Linked DNA regions of Triticum aestivum: regions 2 and 3 are each linked to region 1. A link is a contact called in public Hi-C data. All regions are on one chromosome and are shown on one strand. Each heading gives the region's core, a stretch centred on a gene start, on an enhancer-like site or on the middle of the called end of the contact. The rest is flanking DNA. Distances are from core to core; before and after follow the strand shown.

Region 1 (4,517 bases), core at 1,310-3,809:
TTGTTCCGAAGGTGCCCAATATGCTCACTAGGTGTCCTATAGCTATAGGTAAGGAGAGCGACTTGGTGCTTAATACTCGGTTTCTGTGGGAACCAAGGAAAGATGGTGCTGGAATATAATGTACTGAAAACATGATAATTTAAAGGATGTTATAGTGTCAAAATGATCTAATCAACATCTTTTTGTTCTAGACCAAACATGAGATACATTAAAAAGATTTGCCAAGGTCTTTTCTGTACAAACTCATCAATGCTTTTTGTTCTTGTAGTTGTTTGATTCTTTCTTTACATAAAAAATTCTTACATTGAACTAGGCCCGGTTATGTACATGACAACTCTCCTTTGACCTGACGCAAATGATTTGGCATGTTTGATCTTGAAAATGTTGAGAGGAAAAAAAAGTTGATGCACTACTCTGTAGCACCCATGCGTCAACTCCTTCAATTCCTATTTGGTCAATACATCTTGAAATTTTTGCTCTGGGATTTGGTGGCTGCTTACAGTTTCACGAGCTTGAGGGGAACTATCGGATGGTTCAAGATCCGAAACAAGTCGGAGAGGAGGCTCATGAGGCCCATCAAAAGGCCCGAGTCTCTAAAGATTATGGAAGTGGTTTCTACCAACATGGTTCTGAGATGTAGGAGAGGAACGGTCATGTGGGCTCGTTGAGCACGGTCGATTCTGTTTGTTCCGGCCCTCGCGCAAGCAATGAGGAGCACACCACCATGCCTTCATGTCCTTACTGACACCTGCCTCAAGCCATTAAGCTCACTCCGTCTATAAGTTTAGTGTTGGTTCTTTGTGCGCACATCCATCTCTTAGATGGTTCAAGATCAGGAGTGAGGCGGGATCCACTAAGATCACCCTGTCTATAAGTTTAGTGCTGGTTCTTGATGTGCACATCCATCTCTAGGATGGTTCAAGATCAGGAATGAGGCGGGAAGGAGGCTCACGAGGGCCATAATGAGATTGGAGTCTCTAAAGATTATGGAAGTGGAGCACCGGGTCACTCTCCTCCAACTACAGTGGTTGTTCGGCCAACAGGGGTCAGAGATGTAGGAGAGTAACGATGACGCAGGCTCGTTGAGCACACTAGGGAGCTAAACAATTGATGGCATGTACATTATCAGAACTTGTTTTTATGAGAAATAAATCATCATTGCTAGAAAGTTGCTTAATACAGGCGTAGGCTACCTAATAGCATCAAATAATTCTAATATGACATTCCGGTGAAGGAGCACTACCCCATTGAGTGTGATGTTCAACAAATTAATGCTGACAAGATGGAGGAGACCATGATTCCTCTTCCGGTGGACCTTCATGTAAAGGAGAAATTACAACATTGTGATATTGAACTTTCATGTGAAGGCTAAATTAAAACATTGTGATATATCAACTAAAATTGTGCACTTATTTATTGATGAAATTGTTAAAGCATGATTATTGACTCATTTCCCTACATTGTTGCCTGTAGCAACGCACGGGCATTAGTATCAACATTTTGCAACAATATCTCTTCTTTTACTTAGTCCAAGATGCTAGAATCAACACGAGGTCAGAAGTTTTGCGAGAAGGAAACTATCCAGACGTTGGCGACATTATTTGATAGCTGGGCTAGGATGGACAACATCTCATCGTGCAACATGGTAAGTAAAGTATTTTGTCTATTGTTATCATAGTTTATTGTTGTTTGTAATAGCTCCAGTTGTAGATTTATCTTTCCTATGCATCCATCGGCCAATACATCTTGTATGTCATCGACAAAGAGGCACGTCGTCTATATATTATGGACCTTATTCAAACATCACAATCGTTAGAGGATAAAAATTTGAGGCATGCACTGAAATTAAGAAGTTCTGCAAGAGATTTCAAAGAAGCACTTGAAATAAAGTTGCCTGGTTGGAATTTTGATATATCTAAATGGCAACGTTTATTTCCGTTTGGTATTCCAACAAATATAGATGGGTAATGAATTCATAATAAAAACATTTATTTTTGTTATCACTATATTCTTACTATTAATTTAAAAAATTACAGGAATGTGTCTGGCTATTTTGTTTTTTATTTTATGCTCTGGTGGAACGGTAATCAATTGGTCAAGCCGGTTTGCGTGGTGAGTATTGTTTTAAGACCTTCGGCGTGAAATTTGCATACTAACTACACATATTGTTTGTGCAGGATGGGTATGAGTTGAGGAAGCGGTTTTTATTATACTTGCTAAATCATCGTGGGAATGAAGCTAAAGACAACTTTCTTGATATCGTGAAAGAATTTCTTAAGTGCATCATCTAGATATGGATGGTTTTGTAATAGATGTTTAGTTGGAACATCGCTTAGTCTGTTACATGGACATATCGTTAATCTTTCTTTTTGTTATCAATTTACATTGCACGAATGGACTTCAATTATTTAATAATTGTGTGTGTTATAGTGTTTATACATTTGTAATTTAACATATAACTCTTGCAAAATAATTCAAGAGCCTATGGCAACGCACGGACACTCTACTAGTAGTTTATGTACAGGGTACCACTATCCCCATTTTCCCGTTTCTATGGATCCCTCTCATCCGCCGCCTTCGCCTCACTCGCGAGCACCCTCGTTCGCCTCCTCGACACTGCGCTCCTTTCCCCTCGCCAGACCTGGCCGCGTCCCCACCGCCCTCGATCCCTCCCACTCTCCCTGGCCGCGTCGACTGGCCGGATCTCCGCGCCCAGATCGCCGGGACACCTCCTCCCCTGGAGCAGCTGCCGTCATCACCGCGCCGGACTCCTCACTCCCGGATTCAGGTGGAGTCCGCCCCCCCCCCCCCCCCCCCCCCCCGTTCCAGTTTCCTGATTAAATGCTGGGTGCTGGCTAGCTGCTATTGTCGCTATTTACCATCCTTCCAATTATGCTGTCAATAGCAGATTCATGCACACTATATGTTGCCCTCCCTTTGCTGAAATCGATATGTTTCACTTCTTGCTGGCAAAATTTTCGAGTTATGTTAGAGAGGCGCTGCAGATAACTTTGAAAAGATGAACTTATGAGGCCAACAGAAAACCATAACATGCCTATTGCTTCTCTTCAGCGCTGTTTGCTTATACCAATGCGTAGCATGATCTAGGTTTTCGTTTTCTCGATGGTTTATTGTTTAAGGAAAGGATAACCAGCTGAGAGAGCAGTCATCCTAGTTGTTGTAATGTGTGGGTTCATGATGTTCATCCTAAGAAACACCCATGTGATATAGCTACTCAATCAAACTTGAGATATATCTATCACTATGATGGCACGAATTTCTCTAATCAGCTGAGGGTGACAATTGTTGCGGGACAGCCTACATGTCTCTGTTGAGGAACAAGTGGCTATCTTCCTTCTGGTACTCACCTGTAACCATAGGTTTAGGGCTTTTACTTTCTGCATTCTTTTTTAGTGTTTTAGTTTTTTGGTCTTGTAAGAAAGTTGTAGACCTTGTGGTGCCCGGGTTTCATGGTAATGGAAACCGTAGGATTAGGGCTATGCAACCGACATTTGGTGGAGCAAAGAAAATTTATGGAAGGCCCTATGCGGCCAGGGGCAGGGGTCGAATTTGTCTGGGAAGAGCGGATTGCAGCGAGAAGGTAAATTGCAGGGAAGCTGAGGTTGTCGGCTTCAATTCTGACGGCCCCAGCTGCTGGAGTGCTGAAGCCATAACCGCCTGGTTTGAAACAGACAGGAGATCCGCGAGGTGGTAAAAGGAAGAGTTTGGTTGGGGAAGTGGGAACCAGTCCACTAGCCAAATCGAGGCTTAGTGGATTCCCAGTGAACAGGAACATACATGTGAAATTGTGATGGAGGAGAGGAGAGTGGATGAGTGGAGTACGATGGTGTGTGACAAGTGGGTTCTCAACTGAGCTGGGTATGATTATCCAAACATACCTGTCTCGCGCTATCAAGCCAGACAACGCATGGATCTCATAGTAGCCTATCATATACGAATCCCACTAATTATCTAGAGCTCATCTGGAGCAATGCATGTCTACATGGAATCCCAATAAAAATTAATTGCAAGGCATCAAGAAACTCTTAATTACCAATACCTAATATTGTCAACATCGACTCCCATTTCCAAGTCAACTTAACGATTCATATTAAGGCAACACAGATCAAACTGTCCCTAAGTCAGACAACAAACATGATAGCTTTTTCTTCAGTGGTATTCCAGACATTTTAAACTTTAATTACAGCTCATACAGCAAGCATCACTAAAAGCCAGTTCAGCCACTTCTCTGGGAGCCAGCCAGAAGCCACTTCCGGAGAAGCTTTAGACGCCCAACATGCTTGTCATATAGTTGAATGTTACATGTTTTATGACTTTGTTCCCTGTGGGCTTTGCTGAATTTGACATTTATGGCATGGAGTTTATAGTAGACGGTTGGTACATGAAGGGAAAATTCAAGTATAGTTTAGAAAATAGACTTTCTCTATGCATTTATATTAAGATTAATAAAATTTGGGCCTGCTATAGTCAATACTTGGGAGGAAAGCAATGTATAA
Region 2 (4,517 bases), core at 1,016-3,515, 150 kb before region 1:
TAATGTCAAGCAGTTCCTAAACTGACCAAACTCTCTTGATATAATGAAATAAACAATCTAACTGCAGGCGGCTCAGCTGTCCCAGATGAAGGTGGAAGAGTCTAAATTGTACCAAGAACTAAGGAGTTCAGAAGAAGAAGCCCTTGCGCTTGTTGAAATGGAGAAAGCAAAGTGCAAAGCTGCGCTGGAGGCAGCAGAAGCTGCCCAAAAAATTGCAGAGCTCGAGGCGCAGAAGAGACTAAGAGCAGAATGGAAGGCAAAGCGCGAGTTCGAGGAGAGAAGGAGAGCATCGGACACGGATCTCCGGTACAGGAGGTATTCCATTGATGATATAGAAGCCGCCACACATAAGTTTGACAGGGCACTCAAGATAGGCGAAGGTGGATATGGACCAGTATATAAAGCTGTATTGGATCATACTAATGTTGCTATTAAAATCCTAAGACCAGACGCATCACAGGGGAGGAAACAGTTTCAGCAAGAGGTAAATACGATACAGCATTGCAAATCCTAAGACCTTCATAGTTATGCAGTTATAGCTTCATTATTTGTCAGTCTATTCAGGGCTGCTTTCAGTACTTACATACTACCTCCGTCCTGGTTTATTGGTCCTCATTATAGTCCGTGTTAAATTTTGACTATAAATTTAACTAATAAAAAATTCACGCATGTCAACAAAAATTATATCATTGAAAAATATGTTCAAATACGAATCCAATGATATAATTTTTGTTGGCATGCATTAACATTTTGATGGTCAATTTTTTAGTCAAAATTTGGTACGGAATACAATAGGGACCAATAAACCAGGATGGATGTAGTATTACTAGAGCCATGTAAACACCATGTGCATTCCTTCTCTTTTACTGGCAATAAATATGTTCAACATCAGGGTATTTGTTTGAGGAGACCTCATTTAGCTATTGAGTCTTTAGCAGCATTTTCATTATGCAAATGAAGCCATGATCAACCTGTATCGCATGCTTATCAATGCTTTGCAGATTGAAATACTTAGCAGCATGCGGCATCCAAACATGGTCCTGCTGCTCGGAGCATGCCCGGAGTATGGCTGTCTGGTGTACGAGTACATGGACTACGGAAGCCTAGAGGACCGGCTCTGCAGAAGAGGCAACACCAAACCAATCCCATGGAGCATCCGCTTCAGGATCGCCGCAGATATCGCTACCGGCCTTCTCTTCCTCCACCAGGCGAAGCCAGAACCACTTGTCCACCGAGACCTGAAGCCCGGCAACATCCTCCTCGACCACAACTTCGTCAGCAAGATCAGCGACGTCGGCCTCGCGAGGCTGGTGCCACAGTCCATAGCTGAAGTCACACAGTACAGGATGACGTCCACAGCCGGCACATTCTGCTACATCGACCCTGAGTACCAGCAGACGGGCATGCTGACCACCAAATCCGACATATACTCGTTCGGCATCCTGCTGCTCCAGATCATCACAACCAGGTCCCCCATGGGCCTCACGCACCAAGTCGAGCATGCCATAGAGAAAGGAGCCTTCCAGGAGGTACTCGACCCGACGGTGACAGACTGGCCAGTGGAAGAGGCCCTGGCGTTCACGCAGCTGGCTTTGAAATGTGCGGAGGTACGGAAGAAGGACCGGCCAGATCTCGGAAAAGAAATCTTGCCAGAGTTGAACAGGCTGCGGACTCTTGGACAGGAGTATGAAGCTGCCCAGGTCAGCAACACGAGCTACTCGAGCGCCACTTCACACAGTTTCAACAATGATGATGTATCGTCGCCATAAGAATGAATCTTCCATGGTTGTAATCTGGAAAGTCAAGCATGTACATACAGAGAGACAGACAGGAGAGCTGCCTTCCGAGCCTTGGAAAAAAGGCACTGCTGCCTTTGCTCTGCTCATATCCGGACTCAGATGATATGAACATGGATTGCGTTGCAGCAGGCGATGAAGAGGCCAACATAGTCACGGACTTTAGCATGTAGGAAAAGAGGAGCATATAAAGGAAACTCAAGGCAATGCCTGTATGTAACATACAAAAAATAACAAGTTGTAAAAGCAGCCTCAAGTTTTCAACTATGTTTTGCCTCTATTTTCATCCATCACCAGAGGTCACCACACAAGGTCCTTGAGAAATCCGCTTCGGTACAACCCCCCTCACAAAACGTATAAAGGGTAATCTGGACATTTCACAACTTCCGTATGTATGTGCGTCAGCCACCTAGAAGTATATGCCGTACGATTGGGAAGAGGACCCGCTACTGGCCCAGCCCACTAACAGGGACCATATAGAGCAGCACGCCCGCTGCTGGGCCGGCCCACCAACAGGAACCGGAATAGAGCATATAGAGTCACCAAAAAGAATAAATGCCATGGCAAGATTCGAACACGTGACATTACACCGTCTAAGGTGTGCTGCTAGCCAGTCGACCTATTAACTGCTTTGTGTTTTAAGCCAACGCGGGTATTTTATTAACACACAGAAGCGGCACAATTGAAACAGTGTTTACAGAACTTTGAAATATCTGAAAATTGTGACCATCTTTTAAATGCCGAATATTTCTTCAAATTCTGTGAACAATATTATAAAACAAAATTTGGAAACACGATCATTTTTTGAAATCCACAAACTTTTTGTAATACGCTAATTGTTTTTGAAATCAAAGTTTTTTTAATATTGAAACATTATTTGAATCTATGAAAAATACTTAAAATGAGAACAATTTCTTGAAAACTCAAATAAAATTTTAAAAAATTGGAACACATTTTGAAATTCCGAACACATTCTAAAATGAGAATAAAAATTGAAATTCGAAAAAAAAAACACGAGCAACTTTTAAAACTCTAAGCTATTTACAGAACACAAACAAATTTTCAAATTCATTTTTTTTAAATTGTGAACAATGTTTAAACCGTAAAGAAAATTTTGAAACTCCGTTTTTTGGAAAACATGCACAAATTAAAAAATCTGAACATGTTATCAAACGTGAAGGATTCTTGAAAACATGACGAAAATTAGAATTTGTGATCATCTTTTGAAAAAAAAAAGTGAACAATTTTTTAATATGTTGATTTTTTTAAAAAAATTATGAATTTTTCTAAAAGAAACAGAACAAAAAGAAACAAAAAATAGAAAATAAAAACAAAACCAAAACTGAGAAAAATCAGGAAAAATGGTTTAGGAACTTTCTAGTAGTCGTCAAACTGGCTAGTAACCTTCCAGAAGATTTGCAATACCGGTGGCTCGAACGCTGAGATGGGCCCGCCCATTCTACAATCGTGTGTGCGATTGTCTGACGATTTGCCGTAACAAAAAAGGTCAATAAATGGACAGACATGTCGTGACTTGCATACTATGTCGAAACTCGCTCAAATCTGGCATGGATGCCTACCATGGGCAATGCCCACCTTCGTGCAAAATTCGAGGTCATTTCATGAATGACAAAAATTAGGCCATATGTTCAACGGAGGGTGCCCGCGTAGGCAAAAAGGTTCTGTTTGAGAGCACGTTGTTTCTCAACATCGTTGAAATGGCTCGAATTCCGCTCATGGACTTGTATGACCAATTCAAGGCACCATGCCAAGCTGTTTGGGTTTCCAACAAGTATTGCATTTTCTAAAGTTTTCTCGGTCAAAAAAGACTGATAAATGGTTGGATGTGTTGCAACTTGCATACGGTGTTGAAATTCGTTCAAACATGGCATAGATGCCTACAATGGGCATTCTCACCTACTTACAAAAGTTAGAGTTATTTCAAGAATGTCCAAAATTAGACCATATTTAGTGGAGGGTGTCCTGCCAGAAGGCACCGTCTGAGAGCACGTAGTTTCTTGACAACCTTCGAATGAACTCAAGATTTTTTCATGACCTTGTATCACTAATTTGAGACATCATGTCAAGTCGTTTGGGTTTTCGACAAGTTTTGCCTTTTCTGTAGTTTTCTTGATAAAAAATGCTCATAAATGATCGGACCTATCGCAACTTGCATACGGCGTCGAAAATCGTTCAAACATGGCATGGAAGCCTAACAAGGTCATGCCGACCTGTTCACGAGAGTTGAGGTCATTTTAAAAATGTCAAAAAAATAGTTTGTTGTTTCGCACATACCAGGTCGATATGAGTGAACATGGGTCTGCCCATTTTAATCTGTTCGTTGCCTCTGAGATGCCGTTTTTTGAAAGATGGTTCCAGGTCGGTTTTACCGGTTTGGGAAAATGTTCATGAATTAATTTTTTCTTTTTTCCATTTCTTTTTTCTTTTCCAAGACTGTAAAGTTCAAAAATGTTCAACATATTTATTTATCTATTCACATTTTCCAAGAAGTTTGAAGAATTCGAAAAATGGTCTCGTTTTCAAAAAGTTCAGAGTTTTAAAATTGTTTGGAATTCAGTTTTCCCATTTTTCAAAATTTGTTCAGAGTTTCAAAATGTGTTCGACTTTCAAAAAATTGTTTGCCTTTTCATATGTTATTCAAATTTTAAACAATGTTCGCCTTTAAAATAGTTACGTTCAAAATTCCAAAAAAGTTCAAAT
Region 3 (4,517 bases), core at 1,030-3,529, 140 kb after region 1:
AGCATATGACAAGTCAAGCGGATTATCAAATATGATGTGACCTAAAGAATTGTCACAAGAAATCCTATGTAACATGGCATGACAACTAATAGACTCCACATGAGAATCATCATACTCATCATAAATGGGAAAATCATCGCATGGGGAAATAATACTAGCATGAAGCATGGTACTAGGTGGATCAACATCATGCAAGCAATCAATGTCAAGAATGTCCACTAATGGGACTAGAGCATCACCGACACCTATGTTACCGTTATCATTACACTCAAGTGGTGTAGGTGAGGTGGGAAATACCAAATGATGGTCATATTCATCTTGATGGAACCTTGTGTGTGTGGGGGGGTGCATCATATTCCACCATGGCCGTATATGGGGCTAGTGGTGAAGTCACTCTCACTCCCAAGATGGTGGCACAAGTCACTCAAGTCATCATACGTCGTCGTGGTCGAAGGGAAAATCCCATGCTCAACCATCTCGTCATCGTCGCCGTGGATGAAGGCCAAATATGGCACATCATCACTCTCGCCTCCTAAGATGGAAGCATCATCCTTGCTCGTCACCGTGTTAATCGCCTCCAAAGCTTGTTCCTTGAGGGTCTCCGTAGTCGTACTCGTCTCCGCACCTTCTTGAAAAAGAGTCGAAGTAGACTTGGCATCATTAATGCCACAAAGAGGGATGGCGGTGAAGTAGAACTTGGGAGCATCGTCTTGGATCTTGTCGGGCTTGGACATCTTGGTGGTGCTATCCTCATGCTCGTTCTCATGGAGCTTGGTCGTCGCGAAGTGAGCTTGGGGTGGATAAGCCTTGGTCTTCATGAGTTATTGTTCCGCCTTGAGAGCACCAATGTAGTTGTCGTCGAGGGACTTGTAGTTTTTGAGGAAGATAGTCTTGGAAATGTCGTTGTTCAATCCCATCATGAAATGGAACTTCATCAAAATGGGGTCGTCATTGCCGGCTCGTCGCAAGGCATTCTTCATCTCCTTGAAGTACGCGTCGATGGATTTGGATCCTTGGGTGGAGTTCTCCAATTGGCGTAGAAGTTGTTCCGTGTAGGTTGGAGGCATGAACTCTCACCGCATAGCTCTCTTTGTTTTGGGCCAACTCATGCCGTAGCTCTCCGAAGGCGTGTGAAGCCACCATGTGCACGAGTAGTCATGGAAGTTCCTTGTGGCGCACTTCACTTGATCTTCGGGGTGAACTTGATGTAGCTTGAGGTAGTCATCCATCAATCGCTCCCAGTCGAGATACTCCTCGGGTTCTAGAGTCCCATAGAAAGGAATCTCGTGGTCGGTGTCGAGGTCTTAGTAGCTCGTGGAAGTCGCGGACTTGAGCTTGGGGAGCTTCTCTGGAGCATAGCCTTGAGGTTCTTGTTGGCGAAGATGCCGAATATCTGTAGGAGAATATGCCTTGAAGTCGCTTGGCGAAGATGCCAAGGAAGATGGTGAAGCCATAAAGCGGTGGTTGGTGTTGAGTTCTTGACCTTCACATTCTTGTTGGTGATGGTGTCGATGCCGATGTGATCTTGCCCGAGATGGTAGCTCGAAAGGATGTGCTCTTGAGCGTCTTCTAGAAGATGAGGAAGATCGCTTGCAGGACTTGATGAGGGATTTGATCGCCTCCATTTGAGCTTGCATCTTGGCGTCAAAGTTGTTGTTCGTGGCATCGAACTCATCATTGTTGTAGACTGAAGGAGGTGTGCTTTGCCTATCCATCACAAGACTCGAGTAGAGGTGAGTAGGAAATAAGATAAACAATACCAAGTTACCTTTTCTTAAAGTTGAGGATGTATCCTGTTTCACTCAGTGTGAAATGAAAAAATAGTGGTACTGGTACCAGACTTGTTCACTCACACCCATCAAGTAAAGTTTATGGAGTAGCTTGGTGAGGATAGTGGCACAAAAATTTGATGCAAAATGTTAGCAAGACTCAACAATGTTGAAAGAGATTCAAAAATTCGCAAGTCAAATAAGTAGACCAATAGCAATGAATGGCACACGAAAACGCACACACGGATAGATAAATGGGGTCGTGCAACCAAGGAATGAGCATAAAATGTGGAATCCACGAAAAATGCTCGTGTTGCACAACTCAAGAGAGACGCTAACACGATTGCTCAATAGGCGGGTATGACACTTGTGCACAACCTATGATCTCTACTCCTAATGGAGCAGTTGGTAGTCTCCGCCGGTCAATTTTCGTCTCACCTTTGCTGGGTTTTTTTCATCCTAAAAAAATCTACGAAATTTCGTAGGTTAACCAGGACAACTATGACGACGCCTTAGCCTCCCTCGCACGAAAAAAACCATCCTCTCGATCCACCCCTCGTGCGACCGCTCTCTTCTCCTCTCCTCCCGATGCGGCGCTGCCCCCATCTCTTGCTCCGCCGCCGCCCGTCACCTCCTCGGCCTCCCCGCCGCCCCCTCCGCACGACGCCTCACCGACATCGATCTCGCCCCTAAGGACTCAACTCCGCCGGCCTCGCCATCCTCTCCATCACTGTGGTCACGGTCTCTGGCGCCGGCACGGACGTTGGCGGCGGTAAGGCGAGGGCTCGCGGCGAGGGAAGCACCGTGGAGCCACTCGATCCCGCGCCTCCACCGACCGCAGCCTCCTCTGTTCAATCCACCCCTCCACCATCCAACGCCTCTCTCTCCCTGGCCTCCCGATCCCAGCCGCCAGGAGGCACCCCACCCCGCGCGACGCTCGATCCGGTGTCGCGCCGATCTGGCGGCGGGTGCAGCGTCTTGCTCCGATGGCGACGACATCCTGCTGATCCAGGGAAAGGGAGAGACAGGGCGTAAGGGAGAGAGGAAAGAGAGGAAGAAAGGAGAAGGAGAAGGGGCACAAGGCGAGGAAGGCGGTCGCGGGCGGTGGCGGCTCTGGTGACCGGCCGGCGGGTAGGGAGACGAGCTCCTGTTGAGGCGGCGGGGCTCGGTGCGGGCTGGTTCCGCCGGATCGAGCCTTGGCTCTCCCAAGGCGGCGGTTGCGGGCTTGGATCAGGGTGGTCCTTCTCCCCCGCCCTCCCCCTCCATGGCCAATGGCACAAGGTGCGGCGACCTCTTCGGCCCCCTGCCATGGCTCCTGTCTCTCCCCCCCACCAGTGCCCTCCTTACCCCTTCCCCACTCCCGGCTGATCCCCAAGGCTGCACCCTCCCGCTTTCATTAGATCTGGTCCGGACAGGACCGAGTTCCCCCGATGGCCTTGATAGAGCTGTGCGAGGATGAGGAGACCATCACCTGCTCTAGCTGCGCAAGGCCACGCAGAGAGGCCGACCTCATCCTCCATCAAGGTTGCATGGCTCCCTCTCCTCTGCTTGATTCCCCCTTTTGAATTTTCTATGGTACTCCCTCCATTTCAAAATAGATGATCCAACTTTGTGTTAAAGTTAGTACAAAGTTGAGTCATCTATTTTGGAACGGAGGGAGTAGCAAGTAGTGTACTTGATCTACCTTCAGTTAGAGAAAAATATGACAATGTAATTTTGATCCAGGTCTTGACTCCAATCTTCGGACAGAACAATGTAATATATATATGCAGCTTGCAGTCTTTGTCACCCTGTGACAAATCTGGGTCCTATGCATACTAAATGTGCATCTTGGCCTGGCTCTTGGCACACGCACAATCCATCAGATGAACATAGCACTCTTGGAGTACTCATGTATTTCCTAGAGCAATATTACTTACATTTAGTTTCATGCCATCATGGAAATTCAGACGGGCGTTTCGCAGAGTGTTCAGAATAATACTTTGCAAGGGACAGCAGCATGATGTCAAGCAGCAGCAGCAGCAGCAGGTTCTGCAGCTTCGACGACCCTGGTGAGTCCACGGTCGTGCTCAACTCCTGCCAGGAGGGCGCGAAGGAGTTTCCCCTTGAACCCCATGACCTGATTCTCAGGTTCGTAATTTAGCCTATTTTTGGCTGTTGATCACTCCTTTGTTTCTTTGTACATGTTCTGATTAATGGTGCTTTGGAACAGTTCAACATGTAGTTTTTGATGGGATTTAGTAATTTTGGGTTGTTGAGCAAGATCGTGGAAGCTAAGGCTGTTGATTCATGTGCAATTAGTATCCTTTTTTTCTTTCTTAGATTTTTTGCGTTTTTTCTTAGATGTTTTTCTTTCTTAGATGACATATGTTTTAACCTCAGATGGCAATAAACAAGAAATTATAGCCGTTTGTTTTAGTGAAGAAGACCGTCTTGTACTATCTCCTTAGTGCTCCTCTTTTTTCATAATTTCATATTTCCTTTGCATCATAATAACTGAATGGTATATTTTTTTGCTCTAAATTCTAACCACAGAAAATATTGAGTTGCATCTTCTATGTTATATTCTTTCTTTTAGATTTATTCAAACGCTATCTGAAAAATATGCTAATATTCCACAAAATTGAATAGTTCTTTTGGGTAGTTATTCATGAAACAAGCTATTCTGTGGTAGCACACATGCACTTTATGCACTATGCATTTCCTATATGATTTCTTCATATGTGACACATGTGGTTAATAAGTTTG

The links. A called contact is a pair of places that touch in the nucleus more often than the background predicts.
Region 2: a Hi-C map of leaf shows a contact between it and region 1, with 4 times the contacts expected there. The contact joins the enhancer-like site here to the promoter of LOC123136988 in region 1. A contact is called at or near these places in 2 of 5 Hi-C or Micro-C datasets (both in leaf).
Region 3: a Hi-C map of leaf shows a contact between it and region 1, with 6 times the contacts expected there. The contact joins the promoter of LOC123136990 here to the promoter of LOC123136988 in region 1. A contact is called at or near these places in 2 of 5 Hi-C or Micro-C datasets (both in leaf).

What each region holds. Positions count from the first base shown.
Region 1 is chr6B:294,901,967-294,906,483 of IWGSC CS RefSeq v2.1, forward strand. It overlaps LOC123136988 (protein GRAVITROPIC IN THE LIGHT 1), which reads left to right and starts at 2,560. Exons shown (of 2, transcript XM_044556515.1): 1 at 2,560-2,788.
Region 2 is chr6B:294,748,481-294,752,997 of IWGSC CS RefSeq v2.1, forward strand. It overlaps the pseudogene LOC123136984. Among protein-coding and RNA genes, the nearest start is that of LOC123136986, 16 kb to the right of the region's middle. Within about 2 kb of position 2,266, at least 6 of the 8 cell types and tissues checked have an H3K27ac peak or open chromatin away from gene starts, as enhancers often do. A contact at or near this core is called in leaf, where this site is marked.
Region 3 is chr6B:295,046,353-295,050,869 of IWGSC CS RefSeq v2.1, forward strand. It overlaps LOC123136990, which reads left to right and starts at 2,280. Exons shown (of 17, transcript XR_006467617.1): 1 at 2,280-3,293; 2 at 3,495-3,899.